Regions from separate parts of the Anser cygnoides genome. Here region 2 is linked to region 1. Evidence: chromatin contacts called from public Hi-C data. All regions are on one chromosome and are shown on one strand. The core of a region is the stretch at or near the end of the contact, and the rest is flanking DNA. Distances in the headings are between cores, read along the strand shown. Region 1 has its middle 11 kb from the start of GCLC. Region 2 overlaps CILK1 (ciliogenesis associated kinase 1).

Region 1 (4,383 bases), core at 1,225-3,724:
GCAGCAACCTGGACAACAAGCTTGTCCCATCCTGGCAGCAGCTTCACGCATCCTCTTGTAATCAGGTCTCCTTGCCAGGAAAGCAGACGCCTGGGAGGTGTGTAGGTACCTAACATGAAGCTCAGATTCTTCTGCACCCACTCACATTCAGGTCAGGTCCAGCTCAATGTACTGAGCTGTCACATTATTAGATCTGCAAAGCTGGAAATATCACAAATTTCCCAAGACAGGGTCTGCCATTTTTCCCCACTTTGTGTAGCTGTTCATTGCCTGGCGGCTTTTTGTGTGTTGCAGCTCTGTCTCCCGTAGTCATTCAATTCTCCTACTATATTTTCAGTTATGGTTGATTGATTTGTGGTGAGAGTAGTCAATATTGACAAGATCGTTCATTCTGGAAGCCTTTGGTCATGTAACAATGAACCAAATGGCAATAATCCTCTTGTGTTTTAAAAGGGGAAGCATATAGGCATTTGTACCTTAGAAAAAACAGCAGTGGAAACAAACTAGCCTTCAAGAGGAAAATAAGATAGAGCAGGACTTCATAAGATTAGAGCCTTTCAAAACCTTATTGAAAGCTTTGCAAGCCCCTAAATGCAGAGTACAGAGTCTCAAAAAATGATCTGATTCAAACATTTAAGTCCCAGGCAGTAGCTTAATCTTAAGAACTGCATCTGGTTAGAAAGACTGAGGCAGTCAGCAAGTACCCTTTGGTATTTTACTGATAACCAGGACATCATTTTCCTTTTAAGACTAACCCACCATTCACATAGCAAGAAAAATAACAACCTACAGGCTTTTATAGGTTAAAAGTAGTGACAGTACTAGAGTCACTGCCATTGTGAAAATGTTGAAAAGCAATTACAAACTTTTATTGAGTGCCATACCTTAGTTCCTGCATGACTTATGGCTCTGATGGCTAGTGAAGAACAGTTTATTTTCAGACATAATTTTGCACCAAAGCATTTTTTTTCAGGAACATATTGAAAACCAGGATACCTTGAGTGGCAGGTGTGGAGAAAATAGTCTACTAATAGTTGCTCACTGAATAGTCTCCAGAGATCAATTACACCTTCTTCAGTTGCAAGTTTATCTCCAAATCTTTAATTACAAAGTCCCTGCATCTCACCTACTTCGTATTGCTTATTGTGTGTAATCTACTTCACATGGAGTATGAAGTTCTACTGAAAACTTGAAAATTATTGGAAATGCGTTCTCCTCTTCTCTTTAATGAAACTGGTTGCTTGGTGATTTTCTAAAGGTTTTAGGCAGAGCCCAGTGCAAAATCAGAATAGTGAGAGGAAAACTTGAAAGAGGAAAACACTGAGAGAAAAAAATCAGTATTTTTTTAACATATTCTTTGTGTAACTTAACACCATTCATACCTCCAAAGTGTTTTCATCAGACAGGTGTATACTCTGGAGAGAAGTTGGAAATGTTTTGGAGGCTCCATGTCAAAGAGAATTAAAGCAGAAGATGCTGAAAATGTCTTTTTTTTGAAAATTGTCTAAGTGGAGCAATTGATACAATTTCAAAAGCTGGCCTAGTACTTAGCACTATAGAACTTTTTAATATGTTTGTATTATTTATAGCACCTCCGAGGAACTGTCAAGTGGGAGTAAGCATAAACAGCTCTCTATATACAAGTAGACAAATTAAGGATCAGAGATTTCAAGCTATTCTGGGTGGGATCCAGGATGCTTCATTTAAGTACCTAGAATAATTATTGCTTTACCTTAACTGTAGGTCCCCAGCTCCAGGGGCAGATCCAGGTATCTTAGGGTAAGAGTCTAAGTTTCCTATAAAGCCTGCTGTGAAATTACTGTGTAAGAAAGAGGAGAGACAGGTACATGTGGACATGGGTACTGGGACCACCAGTGAATTGGGCAGTGGCCCGGCAGACACGGCATGTCATCCTGCTGTCTCCTGTCCCCTGTGCTCGCACTGGCACAGTCATTTGTGCATCTGTGTAGCTAACTGGAGCCAGGAACTGGTTAGTGGCATCCCTGCCCCATGTCAGCTTTTCAGGGTAGAGCACTGTGCCAAAGAGGACTGTTGTAAAGGTCAGGACTAATGAGAGACCCGCCGGGCAAAGCCACGTATTCCCTAGCAAACCCCTGACGTGGGACTTGGACCTTCTGGTGGTGACCTTCTGGTCTCCTGGTGCAGAAGATCAACAGAGCAAGTGAATGAAGTGTGCCTTCTCTCCCTTCACCCCTTCTCAGACTGGTTCCCTTTGGGAGGCTTGACAAAGCATATTCTCCTGGCCATTCAACCACTGACACTAAAGCAATGATCATAAAATAATAAAGATACGCAAATAGCTCTTGAAATAGAGCTGCACCTTTGTATGTCAGAGTCTGCGTTAATAACCTTGCTTTATTGCAAAAGCGTGCAAGGTACATGTTTCGGTTGTTTATATTCCCTGTTTCAGCATAGACTCTGTATACATATATATATATACACACACACAAACATATATATGCCTGTCATGTGGCATTCTTGAATATTTTCATTTTAAGCATGAAGAAATAGTTAATGCTTAGCAGGTGAGGTAAGAGTTGGAACCCAAACCAAGCTTTGCATTAGTAGATCCCTAAAGGCTCTGTTGTTCAACTATTTGAGGTTTATAGAAAATAACTGCCTAGTTTCTCCTCAATGCCTGTAAATGATTCTTTGCCTCAGATTCTAACCCTTGCTAATACTGCCAGTAACAATATTACAGTGCCCGTGTGGTAAACCAGTCATTCGCATATGTATCTTCTTTAATCTTTGCCCAAATCCCCATTTCCGCGAAAGAATGCATCGGGCACAAAGATAACAGTAGAGGAAATTTAACCCTTGCCCCAAATAACCTGTAACATACTGTAATGTTTTATCACAGGAACTGTACTTTGCACAGTTATGTAAAAAAGAGTATGTGCCTGCCAAACCCTGCTCCCATGCTTGGTGGTGCTGACACCAGAACTCCCTTCGGTTTTGCCCGTGGGATCAACTGCTGTCACCCATTTCTTTCCAAAACTAGGGCCATAGGATCCATTGGTGCTCTTGCTCCAGGTGGAGACAGAAAGGGCAGTGCCAAGGCAGTGATGCTGATGTGTTTTCTGTCCACGCACAACACAAAGGGGCAGAGAAGGCTGAAAGGGTCACACAGTGTGGGCTATTCTAGTCACACAGCAGATAGAATAACCCGCCAAAAGTCTTCATACTCAACATAATTTCATCTAGTGCTAGTTATTTTCTTCGCAGGCATTGAAACAAGAAATTGTGTTACCTTTTAACCTCCCTTTTGGTATATGGGTTTTAGTCCCATGGATCATCCTATGAGAAACCCTTGTACTTCTGAAATTTCTCATGACTCCTGTTCCACCAATCTGCTCTAATCTTCCTTTCCAAAAGAGCTGTATAATCTGTGGCATTCCACCAAGGAAAAAGCTTCAACTTAATTGTGTAAGAGTTGCTCAAAATCCCAAATAAAACCCTATTCATTACTATGTGTAACAGGAGGTTAAATTTATTAGTGAGCAAAAGCGTGTTCCAGACATCTCATGAGTAAACCATGTTCTCAGCTAGGTCAGCAAACACTAATGAAGCTGAAATGTCAATATGCCATTTCCATTCTGAACAAACAGACCAAAAAGATCAAAAAAGAAGTGTTGGTCTTCCGCTGAATGGTTCAGGTATTCAAATAATTTTCACAGAATCACAGAATTGTAGGGGTTGGAAGGGACCTCAAGAGATCATTGGGCCCAACCCCCCTGCCAAAGCAGGCTCCCTAGAGCAGGCTGCCCAGGTAGGCGTCCAGACGTGCCCTGAATATCTCTAGAGAAGGAGACTCCACAGCCTCCCTGGGCAGCCTGTTCCGGTGCTCCATCACTCTCACCATGAAGAAGTTCTTTCACATGTTGGTGCAGAACTTCCTGTGCTCCATCTTGTGGCCATTGCCCCTTGTCCTGTCCCCACAAACCACTGAAAAGAGGTTGGCCAAATCCCTCTGTCTCCCACACCTCAGGTATTTATACACATTGATGAGATCCCCTCTCAGTCTTCTTTTCTCCAGGCTGAACAGACCCGGGTCTCTCAGCCTTCCCTCATAGGGGAGATGCTCCAGGCCCTGTATCATCTTTGTTGCCCTCCACTTGACTCTTTCCAATTTTGCATCCTACTTGTATCTTCCTTTGGCAGCTTGTATTCCTAGGAAGATCTTCAGCTCCTGAAAAGAATGGGTGGACTATGAGCTCAGTAGTGCTACTTACTGCCTGTGAGAAACCATATCGCGTAAAGGAAGAGCTCTGCAGGTTGCTGTCTCACCACTGCTCCCATATGCCACATCAACACTGCTGTTAGAAGATGTAGCCATAAACCATGGGCAGTCGTGGTGTTGTT
Region 2 (4,437 bases), core at 392-2,891, 190 kb before region 1:
CCAATTCTACTTATCTTTCACTGTACAACTTCTGAACAACTAGCTCATACTTGATTTTTATTCCTTAATCCCTCTTGGGAGTACAAAACCACATGTACATTTATGTTTCCACTAGCCTGTACCTGCACATTTATAGAACATATTTTCCTTGTGGGACAGTGCAGATACAAATTTACGTCTCCTCAGCTACCTAAGCGTATTTGTACATTTCAACCTTGAGCAAATCAGTACCCAGCCAGTACAGATTCTGCTTAAGACCAATTGCTTATCAGAAGTGTTCACGCTGCTTTAGTCATCTATCTTATGCATCCATCCTCCTTGTATAATCAGCATAAATGGCAGGTTCTTACTCTGAAAGAATCCGTCGTCTTCCATGGCCTGTACAGAAACCCAAAGGGTTGTCTTAGTTACGTAAACTGGATGACTTAAATGGACTAAGCTAACAGACCCCCAACGTAATTCAATACCATTTAGCTTAATAGTTTTATTCCTGGCATCAATCACATTAATATGCTCACCCCTGTACATCATTTTACTCGTGTAAAATCATCCTTTATAACAAAGGGAAGTGTAGCATGCTTTAAAATAAGAAATCAATTTGCTTGTTTTATAGCAATTGGATTTAGATTTCAACAGACTAACTTCCAGTTTACAGCAGAAAGTCATAGCTGTTCTTTATTTACATCACCTGTACTTTTTGTACAGTACGTATGAGAACTCATGCAAGAGAGCAAGAAAAAATAAAACAGTTAAGGAAAATCCATGCGCTAGATGGACCTTTACCTGCTGAGGAACCTTATTGTGAATTGCAGGAAGAAGAACCTGGTTAGACTTGTCTTCCTGTAAATAGTTACTGTGATCAGTCCCGGAGTTGTCTGTCTTATACGGATAGACCAAATGATGAGAAGCCTGGCTTTGTTGAAATGGTCGTGAAGAAATACGTGCATGGGATTTTGAAGGAGGTTGTGGTGGAGGGACAGGCTTAATATGCAGAGATGATTTGTCATGGAGTTCCTTTTGTTTCGCCAGGTCCTGAACACCCAAGGCATGCCCAACCTGGAAGTATGGATATCGAAGTGCCTAAAACATAATGAAGAGGTTAGGATCCAACTTAGGAAACCAACATTTCTAACTTACCCTAGCCCTAAGAGGACAGTACAAATTTTATTTCCCCTTTTCTGGGGTAGAAAACAGCAGAAGGTGCATCTCTCAACACCAGATCCTAGTGAGCACAATCCACCTCAAAATAATGCTGCAACAGTAAAAAAACTCAACAGATATCAAGTAATCAGATCATCTGTGAACCTCCACAAAAGGAAAAGGTTCTGCAGAATAGTAAATACTTAAGCAGGAACGTGTAATCTAGAGGCATGTTCCACTGTTCTCTGTCTCTGTGCATGTGAACATTCCTATGTGGAAAGGCACGAGCAACTGTCATCACAGATTCATCCATCAAGACTTGAATGACCCCACAGACATTCCATCTCTTCCATTCTCCAGTGAAATAGACGTATCCCTTACGAAAATTAGCATTTCTCTTTCTTGGAAGATATATTGGTAAAATATCTTTATCCTGCCTTACAAGTAACTAAGGAGTTGTCAGTAAAGGCAATTCATCTCTGCCCACCTTGCTGTTTCAGGTATACTCATTTTCTCTCCCTAAAGACCTTTCACTGTAAAAACCTACTAAAAGTCGAGATTCCTCACCGTATTTGTACCTATTGCAAAACAGGTGCTAAGAACTATTTGTTAATGGCTCTTAATACCAAGTTATACTCAGTGTTTTTGCTTTTCATTACCTCTGTGGTTTCTTGATCTATTTTAACTGCTTTAATTAACTTTAAAGCTTTTTATTAGAATTTGTACTGACCGTCTGATATCGTAGAGGTTCAACTACAATCCTACTGACATCAAATCAGATTTGAACGCAGAATAATATCTGTTTTTCAAAAGGTGCCCTGTGTATTTCATTAGTTGAGCACTATCACTACGGCACTGTTATCTAAAAACCACTGGCTACCACCACCAACAGCACTGCTGTATATGCAATACCTGGACTATGTTTATATATGACATGTTGGGACATATTTACAGTGCAATCAAGCCCAGACTGTCCTTCAAACTGCTTTGCATAAGCTAGCTTTATCTAAGCAACAGTGGTCTGGATGGATTGGGCAACAGTGAGGTGAGCTGAAAGCTGGCTGAATGGCTAGGCCCAGAGGGTGGTGATCGGTGGAACAAAGCCTGGTTGGAAAGCAGTAGCTGTCAGTGCACCCCAGGGGTCACTGATCTGGGGGGAGTGGCTGATACACCACAGAGTTGTGCTACAAGAAGAGGGACCTTGACGTGCTGGAAAAATGTTCTGACAGGAACCTCGTGACGTTCAGCAAGTGGAACTGCCAAGAGCTGCACCTGGGGAGGGAACGAGCGCAGGCACCAGTATGTGCTGGAGGTCACCTAGCTGGAAAACAGCTTGGCAGAAAATGACCTTGGGGTCCTGGTGGACACCAAGTTGAACGTGAGCCAGCAATGGGCTCCTGCTGCAAAGGCGGACAACAGTGTCTTGGGCTGCAATAGGAGTGTTAGCAGCAGGTCGAGGGAATGATCCTTCCCCCCTACTCAGCCCAGGTGAGGCCACACCTGGTGTCTGGTTCTGGGCTCCCCGGTACAAGAGAAGACCAACAAAGGGCCACAAAGACGAGTAAGGGACTGGAGCGCCACATATACTCAGAAAAGCTGAGACCTGGGACTGTTCCACCTGAAGAAGAGAAGGCTCGGGGAATCTTATCAATGCCTACAAATACCCAAAAGGAGGGTGAAATGAGGATGGATCCAGGCTCTTCAGTGGTGCCCAGCGACAGGACAATAAGCAATGGACACAAACTAGAGCACAGGAGCTCCCATCTGAACATTGGGAAAAACTTCTCTACTGTGAGGGTGACCAAGCACTGGCACAGAGGGGCTATGGATGAGTCTCCGTCCTTGGAGATGCACAAAAGCTGTCTGGACATGGTGCTGGGCACCCTGCTGTAGGTGTCCCTGCTTGAGCAGGGGGGTTGGACCAGATGTCCTCCAGAGGTCCCTGCTAACCTCAACCACTCTGTGATACTGTGACACATATTAACAGCAATGAAAGAAAGCACAGCACAGATTCACAGATTCACAGATTTTTCTAGGTTGGAAGAGACCTCAAGATCATCGAGTCCAACCTCCGACCTAACACTAAGTACTCCACTAAACCATGTCCCTAAGCTCTACATCTAAACGTCTTTTAAAGACCTCCAGGGATGGTGACTCCACCACCTCCCTGGGCAGCCCATTCCAATGCTTAATAACCCTTTCGGTAAAGAAGTACTTCCTAACATCCAACCTAAAACTCCCCTGTCGCAACTTTAGCCCATTCCCCCTCGTCCTGTCACCAGGCACGTGGGAGAATAGACCAACCCCCACCTCTCTACAGCCTCCTTTCAGGTAACTGTAGAGAGCGATGAGGTCGCCCCTGAGCCTCCTCTTCTCCAGGCTGAACAAGCCCAGCTCCCTCAGCCGCTCCTCGTAAGACTTGTTCTCCAGACCCCTCACAAGCTTGGTCGCCCTTCTCTGGACTCGCTCGAGCACGTCCATGTCCTTCCTGTAGCGAGGGGCCCAAAACTGAACACAGTACTCGAGGTGCGGCCTCACCAGAGCCGAGTACAGGGGCACAATCACTTCCCTCGACCTGCTGGCCACACTGCTTCTTATGCAGGCCAGGATGCCGTTGGCCTTCTTGGCCACCTGGGCACACTGCTGGCTCATATTCAGCCGACTATCCACCAATACTCCCAGGTCCTTCTCGGCCAGGCAGCTTTCCAGCCACTCATCTCCCAGCCTGTAGCTCTGCTTGGGGTTGTTGCAGCCCAGGTGCAGGACCCGGCACTTGGCCTTGTTGAACTTCATGCAGTTGACCTCAGCCCATCGCTCCAGCCTATGCAGATCCTCCTGCAGAGCCTTCCTGCCCTCGAGCAGATCGACACACGCACTTAGCTTGGTGTCATCTGCAAACTTACTGAGGGTGCACTGGACGCCCTCATCCAGATCATCAATAAAGATATTAAAGAGGACCGGCCCCAGTACCGAGCCCTGGGGGACTCCACTAGTGACCGGCCTCCAACCAGATTTGACTCCATTCACCACAACTCTCTGGGCCCGGCCATCCAGCCAGTTTCTAACCCAGCGAAGCGTACGCCAGTCCAAGCCCCAAGCAGCCAGTTTCTTGAGGAGAATGTTGTGGGGAACGGTGTCAAAAGCCTTACTGAGGTCAAGGTAGACCACGTCCACAGCCTTTCCCTCATCCACCAAGCGCGTCACTTGGTCATAGAAGGAGATCAGGTTCGTCAAGCAGGACCTGCCTTTCATAAACCCATGCTGACTGGGCCTGATCGCCTGCTTGCCCTGCAAGTG

What was found. A called contact is a pair of places that touch in the nucleus more often than the background predicts.
Region 2: a contact with region 1 is called in a Hi-C map of liver, with 10 times the contacts expected there. The contact joins two enhancer-like sites. A contact is called at or near these places in 2 of 7 Hi-C or Micro-C datasets (both in liver).

The regions. Positions count from the first base shown.
Region 1 is chr3:97,674,947-97,679,329 of Taihu_goose_T2T_genome, reverse strand. No RefSeq gene overlaps it. Among named protein-coding and RNA genes, the nearest start is that of GCLC, 11 kb to the left of the region's middle. Within about 2 kb of position 2,474, at least 1 of the 3 cell types and tissues checked has open chromatin away from gene starts, as enhancers often do. A contact at or near this core is called in liver, where this site is marked.
Region 2 is chr3:97,860,030-97,864,466 of Taihu_goose_T2T_genome, reverse strand. It overlaps CILK1 (ciliogenesis associated kinase 1), which reads right to left. Exons shown (of 15, transcript XM_048078077.2): 10 at 784-1,080. Among named protein-coding and RNA genes, the nearest start is that of CILK1, 15 kb to the right of the region's middle. Within about 2 kb of position 1,641, at least 1 of the 3 cell types and tissues checked has open chromatin away from gene starts, as enhancers often do. A contact at or near this core is called in liver, where this site is marked.